Regions from separate parts of the Sus scrofa genome. Here all the other regions are linked to region 1. The links are chromatin contacts, called in public HiChIP or PLAC-seq maps. All regions are on one chromosome and are shown on one strand. Each heading gives the region's core, a stretch centred on a gene start, on an enhancer-like site or on the middle of the called end of the contact. The rest is flanking DNA. Distances are from core to core; before and after follow the strand shown.

The links. HiChIP or PLAC-seq counts read pairs in DNA pulled down with a chosen protein or histone mark.
Region 2: a contact with region 1 is called in an H3K27ac HiChIP or PLAC-seq map of skeletal muscle, with 7 times the contacts expected there. The contact joins two enhancer-like sites. A contact is called at or near these places in 5 of 47 Hi-C or Micro-C datasets (embryonic fibroblasts, heart right ventricle, liver and 2 more) and 1 of 2 datasets of contacts at active chromatin or transcription factors (skeletal muscle).
Region 3: a contact with region 1 is called in an H3K27ac HiChIP or PLAC-seq map of skeletal muscle, with 3 times the contacts expected there. The contact joins two enhancer-like sites. A contact is called at or near these places in 4 of 47 Hi-C or Micro-C datasets (embryonic fibroblasts and heart right ventricle) and 1 of 2 datasets of contacts at active chromatin or transcription factors (skeletal muscle).

Annotation. Positions count from the first base shown.
Region 1 is chr15:107,493,865-107,497,318 of Sscrofa11.1, forward strand. No RefSeq gene overlaps it. Among named protein-coding and RNA genes, the nearest start is that of ICOS, 150 kb to the left of the region's middle. Within about 2 kb of position 1,552, at least 14 of the 83 cell types and tissues checked have an H3K27ac peak or open chromatin away from gene starts, as enhancers often do. A contact at or near this core is called in skeletal muscle, where this site is marked.
Region 2 is chr15:107,688,784-107,692,237 of Sscrofa11.1, forward strand. No RefSeq gene overlaps it. Among named protein-coding and RNA genes, the nearest start is that of PARD3B, 190 kb to the right of the region's middle. Within about 2 kb of position 1,793, at least 12 of the 83 cell types and tissues checked have an H3K27ac peak or open chromatin away from gene starts, as enhancers often do.
Region 3 is chr15:107,638,114-107,641,567 of Sscrofa11.1, forward strand. No RefSeq gene overlaps it. Among named protein-coding and RNA genes, the nearest start is that of PARD3B, 240 kb to the right of the region's middle. Within about 2 kb of position 1,633, at least 2 of the 83 cell types and tissues checked have an H3K27ac peak or open chromatin away from gene starts, as enhancers often do. A contact at or near this core is called in skeletal muscle, where this site is marked.

The DNA.
Region 1 (3,454 bases), core at 302-2,801:
TATACAACCTCCGAGGGAGCAAACTATTTCTGTTCTTGTACTTTCACCTAAAATGAGACATCAAGCATCTTTCCCCACCAGCTTCTGTTTTCTTTCTCCTTTTACACTCTTGGGCTCAAGTCCTGGGGTTTATTTATGAGTCTCTCAGTCCAGCTTTACAATTAATGCTTCCCATAATCTCTTAGAAGGCTCTTGGTGACCTATGGTTTTGATCAGATAAAAACCAAGCAATCTTCTACAATTGATTACACCCTTACCCATCTCGGCCTAAAATTAGGAGAAAGGCAGGGCATTCTCATTTGAGAAGAATCTTGTAGGAGGAGGTGAAGAGAAGCTGAAGACTTTACATGTCTCCATTTAAATACTTTAGCTTCTTTCCCAGATGTGGGGCATCCATGGAAGGCAGAATGTCTTATCTGTCATGCTAAAAAAAATTACTCTCTCCCCTTCCAGCAAGAGTCCTGGAGATTCCAGTGGTCAGATGTCAAGCTAAATGCTCTGTCATCTCTACAGATCATTTTCTCCCCAAGTGGCCTCAGGTGGCTCCAATGGCCATGAACCTGTCCAAAGTAGACACATCTCACTGTCACAGGGCAGCTCTAAGACGTGGGGTGCCTCTCCGACTGCTTGGGGGCCCTGCTGCCAGGGTTCTCTGGGTTTGTGTGCTCTTGGTGAAAGGGGGGGGACATCCTTTGACCCCAAAGCATATATTTTTCATGGCTGGACATTTCATCCACACATCCTTCTCCACCAGCTTCTGTTCTCTTTCTCTTTTTACACTCTTGGGCTCAAGTCCTAGGACATCACTTTACCGCAAGGCATACATTTTTCAAGGCCGGACATCTCAGCCAAGCACTCTCTCCTCCTGATTGGCTCCCATCCACTCCTCTCCCACGTGTCTGGTGGATTCTATTTCCATGTCGGAGGGAGGAGGGACCTGGCTATCACTCCGCAGACAATTTTCCAAGACTATTGTGGTCGTCTCTGCAACTCACAGGACATTCCAGCGGCTGGAATTTCCTCACAGAAGCTATTCCACTCACAAAAGTGGAGATCTCATTGCTGCAGTTCAGAGTTCAGGACGTACAAAGGGGGAGAGGAGACAATAGCAATGGAAACCGTGTTTAACCCCAACAGATGCCTTGCCTCCACTCTGACAATGACAACAAAAACATGAGGAACAACGGCAAATCTTCTCCCCACCCTGGGCCTGATGTGGTGACGGCTCAGCTAATGGTGTCGCCATGGCCACGGTGGCGGAAACCATGTGCTGCTGAAGTAAAATAGGTGCAGAGGAAATGCGTCCCTGTCTGCTGAATGAAGTGTGAACCTTCAAGGAGCCGGTTGACATTTGACAAAAACGGTTATTTTTTGCAGATGTGTGCAACCTTACTGGATGAAGGAAATTCCACAGTTCTCACCTTTGGTGGATCAGGATCCCTTCTAGATTGAAGTTAGTACCAGGCAGGTCTCAGTTAGTACCAGGGGCTCCCAGGGCTGGTCTACTGGTGCTGTGAGGAAACAGATTCCATCTCAGGAAGCGTCCAGCTCTGGGGCACCACGTGTTGTGGTCGGCTCCTTGCTGATACTGCAGCCAAATTTTCTTGTCATGTTTACAGAGATAAAGGCAGGGGGAGCTATGGATTGAACATTCCTTGTCCTGTGTGACAGGAAAACCGGGTGTTTGATCTTGTTTTGTGCTGCAGGAATCTCTTCAGAAATCTCTTGGAAAAAATCTCATAAACCTAGGTTAGTGGCCACATATGGAATCCATTAACTCCTCATTTCTGCTTGTTCTTAGCAAATTTTTGTCTGGTGACAACGCATGAACTTTGAGGTGTTTTTGTTTTTGCTTCACACCACAGAGAACTCTGTTGACTTGCTTTAGTTTTGAGAAAATATTTCGGGAAAAAGTCCCCAACAAAGCAGGCTTGTGGTCGGGGTGAAATAACTGATCGCAAGTAAAACTGAGTGGAATGTTTGGTTTGTGAGAAAGCAGAGTGGTGGGGGGCATTTTTCTTCAGATTTCAGGGGGATTCCAGAGTCACCAATGTTTTGGAAAGAATTTTCCTATTTTCCGTTCCCGATGAAATTGAGTAAGAAATCTGGGTTCTCTTCCTCATCCACCCACACCTCATGGTATAACTCTGGGAGAGTGGATTGTTCTCTCTTGGTTTCTAAACTTTTTGGCTTCTAAACATAGATAAAACAGCAGTGCACTTTTCTTTTTGCAAGACAGCCCATATCTCCAGATTAAAAGGCTTTAAATAATTACTCACACCAATATTTGGAACTAAAGTTACTCGTGTATGACAAAACATTGGAGGATAGTAACTCAAAGAGGACAGGCTGAGAAATTTAGAAGAAAATTAGCTTTTATTTTTCAGTTTAAAGTAATTAATAAACTGTAGCATCACAATCAGCCCTTTCACCCACCGCCAGCATCAGGGGACTTCAAACATTGCCTTTGAAGTGGACCCCCAGTTGGGAGGACCCCACTGTTCGGGCTACTTTATAGTGGTAATATATGGTCTGGAAAAAACAGATGCCAAGAAAATGCACAGATTGAATCCCCGAGCATCTGAAACCCTAAAACTTCAGGGGGCCAAGGAAGGTCCCAGTCTTTTGATTTTTTTTTTTTTTTTTTTAAGGAAAAAAAAAGGCCTAAAGTATTAAATTGAAACAGGCACTTCATTTCTTTCCTTCATTTCTCCCTTCACCTCAGGAGACCTATGTTAAATTCCACTTAGATCATAGCTAGATATGGGTTTGATGGTCTCAAGCCACCTTTTAACTGTATGTTCATCCCATAAATAGAAGATGAATAAAGACGTCAAAATTCATCCATGTACTGTTCTGATGCACATGGCTCTCTGTGAAAGAGGAGCCCGGATGAAGGTAGATTGCAATAGATACTAGAGAGCGGAGGACCACCATATACCATAGTGACTTTATACACAGTAACAAGAACGTGTGGGTTATGAGCTGACAGCAGGAAGGGCTTCCTTCAGCTGCCAACATTGTCCTGAATGGAATTTGTGGAAGGGCAGTGATTGTGCTGAAACAGTATGTGTTCAGTGTGGGCCCCTTTCCCAAAGCCTTCATTTTCAAACTGTGCTTAAATGGCTCTTTTCCAGGACAAGCGAACTAAGGCCTGTGCTTAAAGCAAGATGTCCTGTGACCAGATTCAGTTCCTCATGTTCTAAGTGAAAATGCAGCAATTATGATTTGGGGATTATACTATTAAGATTGATTCATCTATCTATGCCCTAAATAGGCAAACTACCAAACCTAACAACCAGAAAGCAAGGAATATACAGCCAAATATTGATAATTCCTTCCCTGGAATACTCGGGGCTATTTTTAGTTTGTTAATGTAAAAAGCCAGTGAGATGAAAAGTGAAGTGATCCGTTTCCAGGAGAAAAACCAGTCAAATCTTCATTAATAATTCCT
Region 2 (3,454 bases), core at 543-3,042, 200 kb after region 1:
AATGCTTGGCTGTATTACAACCTGAGCAAATTGTAATGTATATAAAACATGACATTTTACAATAACAAATGCTCTAATAGAGGTTAAAACAAAAGCCTATGAGAACACAGAAGATGGGGCACACAGACTTTGCCTGGAAGAATCATGGAAACATAACAGAGGAAGAATATTGAGGTTTGAGGAAACCAGTAAGAGTTTGGATAGCAGAGAAAAGGAAAAGGAAAATATAGAAAGCAAGAACACTTGTGCAAGGCCAAGAATCATGCAAAAGCAGCGTGCATTTGGGAACGAGTAAGAAGGTCCTGGGGCCTGTATTCAGGGGCTGGGGAAGGTGGTGGAGGGGAGGCGAGAAGATGAGGCTCCACAGCTGGGGAGAAGTGACATGTGAAAGGCCCACATGCTCTGCCAAGGAGTTAATTCATTTTGAAGACACTAGAGAGATGGAAGAAGTCTCAGACCAGGGAAGACACACAATTGGATTTCGTTTTTAGGAAGATAACGTGAGCACCAAGCTGGCAAATTGACTTTATGTCAAATGCCAGTTCCAACTGATCGGTCATGAGAGCTGGAAGGACAATGCTAAGAAAGACTATGTGGTCAGCTCTGTCTGGGCTTAGCAGTGAAAGTGCCATGACCAATTAGCTCTGTCTGCTAGGGACAAGGGAAAAGGGAAAGAGTGACAAAGCTGCTGTGTGTTTCCTAATGCTGCCCTGGCTGACCCCGTGGAGGAGAAACCTCATGGAAGAGAAACCTCCTGGAAGAGATCATCATCAGGAGAGCAATGATTTCACTCATCTGCACAAGAGATGGTGGATGTTGGTGACATCACAGAGGTAGAATGGAGCAACCAGAATCAGAAGAGATTTCAGAGGTAAAAGCAGTAGGAATAGTTAGGAATGGATGAGATCTGAGCACTAAAGACATCTCTGGCTAACAAGCCAGAGGGAGGATTGCTTTATTTATTTATTTATTTATTTTGTGGTTTCCTTTTTTTTTTTTTTTAATTTTTTTCTATTGTTATTTCCCCAATACAACTTTTTTTCTACTGTACAGCATGGTATTTTTTACATTTTTTGGCCCCACCCAAAGTATGTGCAAGTTCCAGGGCCATGGATCGAACCTGCATATGGCAGTGACAATGCTGGATCCTTAAACCACTGAGGCACCAGGGAACTCCAGAGAAGGACTGATTTATGATACTGGCGCCAAACCCTCTTGGCTTCTGTGTATAGCTCATAAGGGGGCACGATGACTCAGCAGTTCCGGGAGCTGCCAGGGCACAGCCAACAATTCTTGCCACCAAATCACTTTCTGGTGTCTGTGGCCCTGGCTGCTTACTCTAGCAGTCCTTGTGATTTATTCTCTGGGCAGCTCTCGGAAGTTGAAAGTTCCTCCTAGAGCCCAAAACAGGAAGCATCGCCCCTCACCTGGCCGAGGGGCCAGGAAGGGATGTGTGTACTCTGACACACCAGCAGTGTAAGTTCCCATTATGTCAGCAGTGTTTACCATCCCCAGGCTCTTCCTGTGACATAGGAGCACAGCTAAATCTCTTCACCAGCAGAGAGGAAATGAGTAACGTCAGGAAATCATTCCTTCTCCCTCCAACTCACCCCCCAAAATGGAGACAGACACTGTTGAACTTTCACTAAAAATATCAATTCCACCTAAAAATAAAGTTCCTCAACTCTGCCCTGGCCCCAGGAAATCCTGACCAAAGCTCGTCTTACATCACCACTAGCCTCAGTCAAGGAGCCTCTCTGAGCCACACCCTACCTATCTTCTTGGCTTCAAGTTCATTTGGAAATCAATCCCCACTTGCCTCCCCCTCCAAAGAGAGGGTGAAGAATAGCTGGACACAGTTGTCTCCAACAGGAGTCTTCCCCAGGGATGAACTGGTCTTCCAGAACTCTTCCACCAGCACACACACCCAAATGGGTTTGCTTCCTGTCTGGTTGACTTCCTCCAGGCTCATTAGGGTTTCAGTGTCATTTTCCAGAGCAGGAAAGAGAGTGCAGGAGTGGGACCTTTAGCAGCCACGAATGGACGTGCAGCCGCTGACCTGGAGGAGACAGGGTCTCAGTGAAGCCATTTTTTAGGAAACCATTGACAGGCAGTTGAAGTTTTTGGTGGTGGCGCTATTCCTGCAGCTGGTTCCTGGGGCACGCGGTTTGCTGCAGAGTTTATATCCTGTCTTGTGCTAAGAAGCCACAACTGAAAGCTGGTATTTGCCTTTGAGGAGGGGAGAGGAGGCTCCTGATTGGCTGGATTGATCTAGAGGCAGAATGGGGAAGAAATGCCTGAACCCCAGTCCAGGAGGAAGATTGGAAGAAATGAAATAATTCTGTATTCAGCCCTTAACTCCTCCCTTCCTAGAAGTCTCCCTGATAACTGAACTGAATTATTAGCTTTATTTCCCCAACAAAGAGGCAGGAAGGTCTCAAACAGGGACCCCGACTCCAAGGGAAGTAGTGCTGCATAGTGGAGGAAGGCTTTGAAGTTAAACTCCTGGATTTCAATTCTGTCCTCACCATGTACAGCTGTGTGATGTTGAGCTAGTTACTTAGGTTTTGTAAGACTCCTGATTCTCAGCTATAAAATTTGGGAGGTGGCATGAAAGATGAATTAAAATATGAAATGCACAGTGGTCCATGCATAGTCGTGCTCCAGGGCCTTCCCTATCTATTTTCCTTACTGACTGCCTTACCACGTGGCCGAGACATTTCTAGTGCCGGAGAATAGGACAGGCAGGGCACCATGGAGCAGCACACTCCGTGGGCAATGAATGGATCAGGAGTGGTCGGTGGATGGGAAGGGCAGGTACGCTCAGTAAAGAATCTAAACTGAGAACTGTGCGGCAGAAGGCATCCTTTCGTTGCGAGTTCTCAGTCCCGTCGCCAGAGCCCTGGAGAAAGGGGAAGGAAACTGACTGCAGGGGCAACCAGGGGGCGTGCACATGAGGCCGCGCTGGGCTCAATGATGCCTGCCCAGGCCTCCCTGTCTGCTGGAGCACTGTCTCCTGAAGGGCCCCAGGGAAGGGTTTTGTGGTCACTGCCAGCCTGGCCCCTGGCAACTTGGCAGGCAAAGAGACTCTAGCTACCTCCCCCACCCCCGTGGCCCAGCAGCAGCAAAGGGGCCGTGGCCAGTGTGTCTGCAGCACTGTGATGGGGATGCGACAGAATTTCAGACTATCAGGGGGCAGTGCAGGAGACCAGGAGGTGGGTACAGGATGAGAACTGTGAGGACAGTTTAAAAGGAGAAAAATAAATTAAGTTTGTAGGTTCAAATGGAGCTGTTGAACTGAAGACTTTGGTGATTTGGTGGGGGTGAGGGATGGGCTGGGCTGGGCTGGTGGTGGCTATAAGCAGGTGTCCGTTTGTTTCTCCTGACTGCCTTATGGTGCTCCTTAGTCTGAGGTTCCTCCACATCAGGTCTAAGATAAAGATCAGATTCCATG
Region 3 (3,454 bases), core at 383-2,882, 140 kb after region 1:
GAAACAGATTGCTGATCAACACGACTATAGAGAAGAATCAGAAAGAGACTAGACTCAAAAGGCCACATACTCTATGGTTCCTTTTATATAAAACCCTAGAAAAGGCAAAATCATAATGACAGAAATCAGATCATTGGTTATCAGGGGTGGGGATGAGGGGGAATAGGGAAGGAGACTGCAAAGGGACAAGAGGGAACTTTCGAGGGTAGGAAAAAAATGTTCTGGCCATTACTGTAAGTGATAACTACATAAAGGTATATGTACATTTGTCAAAACTCACCAAATTATACATTTAGAATAGGTCAGTTTTATCTTGTATAGATTACACTCAATGACAACACATTTTTAAAATCCTTTTTGGGTGGATAACTTTTCACATCTTAAAAAACTGCCATAAAAAGCAAACCCGACAGCCCAAGAGAGTCGTCTCGTATCAGTCTTGCCTATAGTGCATTCACTTTCTGGCTGCAGTTGGATTTGAAGAAAATCAGAATGACATACTGTGATGACAACGCAAGTTGGTGTCAGTAATGATGCCACTATACTTTGTCAGGCCTCCATGGCCTTCATAAGCTTCCTTACCCAATGCGTGCGTAGGACCCTATTCAAATCAACATATTAGAAGTCAACTAGTCAACTACCTGTTTCTCCCATTCATTGCACCTGAGGCAACTACCTCAGGCCATCCTTCTCTCCCTGCCCTACCTGGACACGATGACAGCAGTAAGCATAGTCTACCTCCCTGGCTGGTCTCAGGAACAGGGTGCAAATTGCTGATCATTTTCTTCTGTGAATTATGACCCAGGTGCATAGCCTAGCCCCTGGAAGGAAGCGGCCCTGCCAATGCTCTAAAACAGCCAGCAGAGAAATTAGAGTCCTGCAGAGGGCCTAGCTACTTCCCCCCACCCCCACTCTAATCACCAGCGGGGAATTCTACAACCCCTCCTTCCCACTGCCCCCACCTTGTAAGGGCGACCCTGCCCTCTGCAGACTTTGCCTGGGTCTTTCTTTTGTGTGCCCACTGCTGCAGAGTGGGAGTGGACGGGGCTCCTAATGAGCTTTGACACTAATGGAACTGCGAGACAGTCTGATTATGGATTCTCTCCCTCCCTCTGTACAGACCTAGCAGGAAATGACCCAGGACTCTGCACCCTTCCCCCTACCCCCCCCCAAAAAAAAAACTCTGTGGAAACCATCTTTAGCGGCCAGCTGGAGCTCTCCCCCTTCCCCCACTCCTTTCTCAGTTCGGTCTCCACTTCCCTCCATCATCCTGCAGGTGGCTGGAAAGAAGATTTTATGGCCTGACGCGTGGAGGGTTGGCGCACCGCGCTGGAGAGCTTCCCTATTTCAGGGGAGCAGTGGAGCACAGAGGCGAGTTAGAAATGGGAACCGGGGGCCTCCATCAAAACAGACTCTCCCCGCTTGCTTTTACAAAGCGTTCCGAGGAGGTAGGGAGCCGGGAAGGTATGGTTGTTTTCTATTAGATGCTTAACAACGTGTGTAAGTGGAGGTGATTTACGGAAAAAAAACAACATGTGCTTCTGTAATTTCCATGGTGCGTGCGGTCCAGGTGGAAGGGACCCGGGCGAACTATGGAACTGAGAGCTAATTATAGGGAGAAACAGCTGCTGTCCTCTAATGAGACAGAGCCCCGGCTTCTGCTCCGCGAGGAAGCCAGAGCACGCCTGTTGCAGCGCTTCGTGTACATCGCTCCTTCGTCACAAAATGCTCCCTGCCACACACTTGGTCACCCGCCCTTCTCACATCCACTCCAGCAGGTGATAAGTAATTTTCACCTGACTGTGTCTGGAGAGAGGACTATGTCCCCATTTTATTAACCTCTATGCTCCTTTGATTTTCGTTCCCCTCAAGAGTCCTGCTCCTGACCCCGCCTGTGTTTTCCTAGGAGGGGCGCCCCTTTTCTATCCCCCCTAGAGTTCTTTCCGTTCCTTCCCATTTTTCTGCATTTCCAGAACAATCAGATATTCCCAAAGCTGTCAACTATTTATCATGTGATGGAGAGGCTTACCTAGACCACATTTTCTGTTTCTTGGTGCTGCAGTTTTTTCCCCAAAGCCCCATAAATGTGACGGAACATCCCTTCAAAGTCAGAGCGGGGAGAGTTTAGAGGGTCTGCTAGCGAGTAGAAATGTGACTTCCCACTTAGAGTTCATTCCAAACAAATAGGGGACATGGTTGTTTAAAATGCTATTTTCTTAAATGTGAATAAACTCTGATGTTTACATTGATACTAGTGTTCAGAAGGCATTAAACCTCCACACCCCTGCAAGGAAGGGAAGTGTCGAAGTCCAAATAAGCTGAGGAAGCAGGTGCTCTGTTCCATTCCTCAAAGCCTCAAATGCCCCTTTATGACCAAGGAAGAAGAGGCGATCTGACGTGACCACCCCCCCCCCGTGTATAAAGTATTATTTACTGTGCAGTTGAATTAAAAACAAGGGCTCGCTATAGCAACCACTCTAACAAGAGGCACTATTCACAGGCCGCCTTGCAGCTCAGGGTCTGGGGCTCAACGGAGCACCTTTTTGAAAACCCTTGTGGGCAAACCGGTGGCATATGGGTCTTTTATAGCATCTACCAGGCAGGGCTTTTACCATAAAAGCTTCCTCTGCAGACTGTATTGCTTTGGGAGGGGAAAGGGGAGCCCCAGCAGCTAAGTTTCTCTGTAGTTTAGGATTAGTGGAAATTTAATTGAAAATAAAACACAGAGCCACTGTAGTGGTCCCTGAGAGAGAAAACAAAGAGTTCTTCATGGAGCCAGCCCACCGCACGGCAGCCCAGGGAGGCCGCTGCTGGCCTCATAGGCTTGCCTCCATATGACATCCGGGGCCTGGAGACAAGCCATTTGGTGATCACCCATCCTGTGGTACCCAAGCATTCCTGAAAGAACAAGGGAGCTTTCTGCAACGTGGACAGAGAAGGGTGTTTCTATTAAAGGCCCGTTTCTTCCTACCCCAGTAAACTTTTCTTTCGTCCTCCCCGTGTGCTTTCTAGAGCCTTCTTTGTTCCACCTGATATTTCTAAAAATCTTTATTTCATTGCCTTTCTTTAACCGCAGGGAAAGGAATCTCTCCCTCCCTCTCTCTCAATGAATTTTTAAGAAGATAGAGATATTCATGACAACATACTGTGGGCAAAATTAGGTAAGAAAATAAAGGGCCAAGAGGATTTTTTTATCTTCCCAAAGATGGTGACCTGAGGTCTCTGGCTAATCTGAGTGGCCCTGTTAAAGCTTCCCAGGTATTAGAGATGAACCTTTTTTTTTCTGCTGTTTTTTATCCCTTTCTATCCCAAATAACAGCTTCTGGTGTATTCTGGCATGAACGCCTCCAGCGCTGAGCCTCCATGTGAAGGTGACATCTGTCTAAGTGTCTCTTTCCCTCTTGCTTTCTTCTTTAGAACAGCAAAGGTTACCCCTTAGCAGTATCATTGCCTC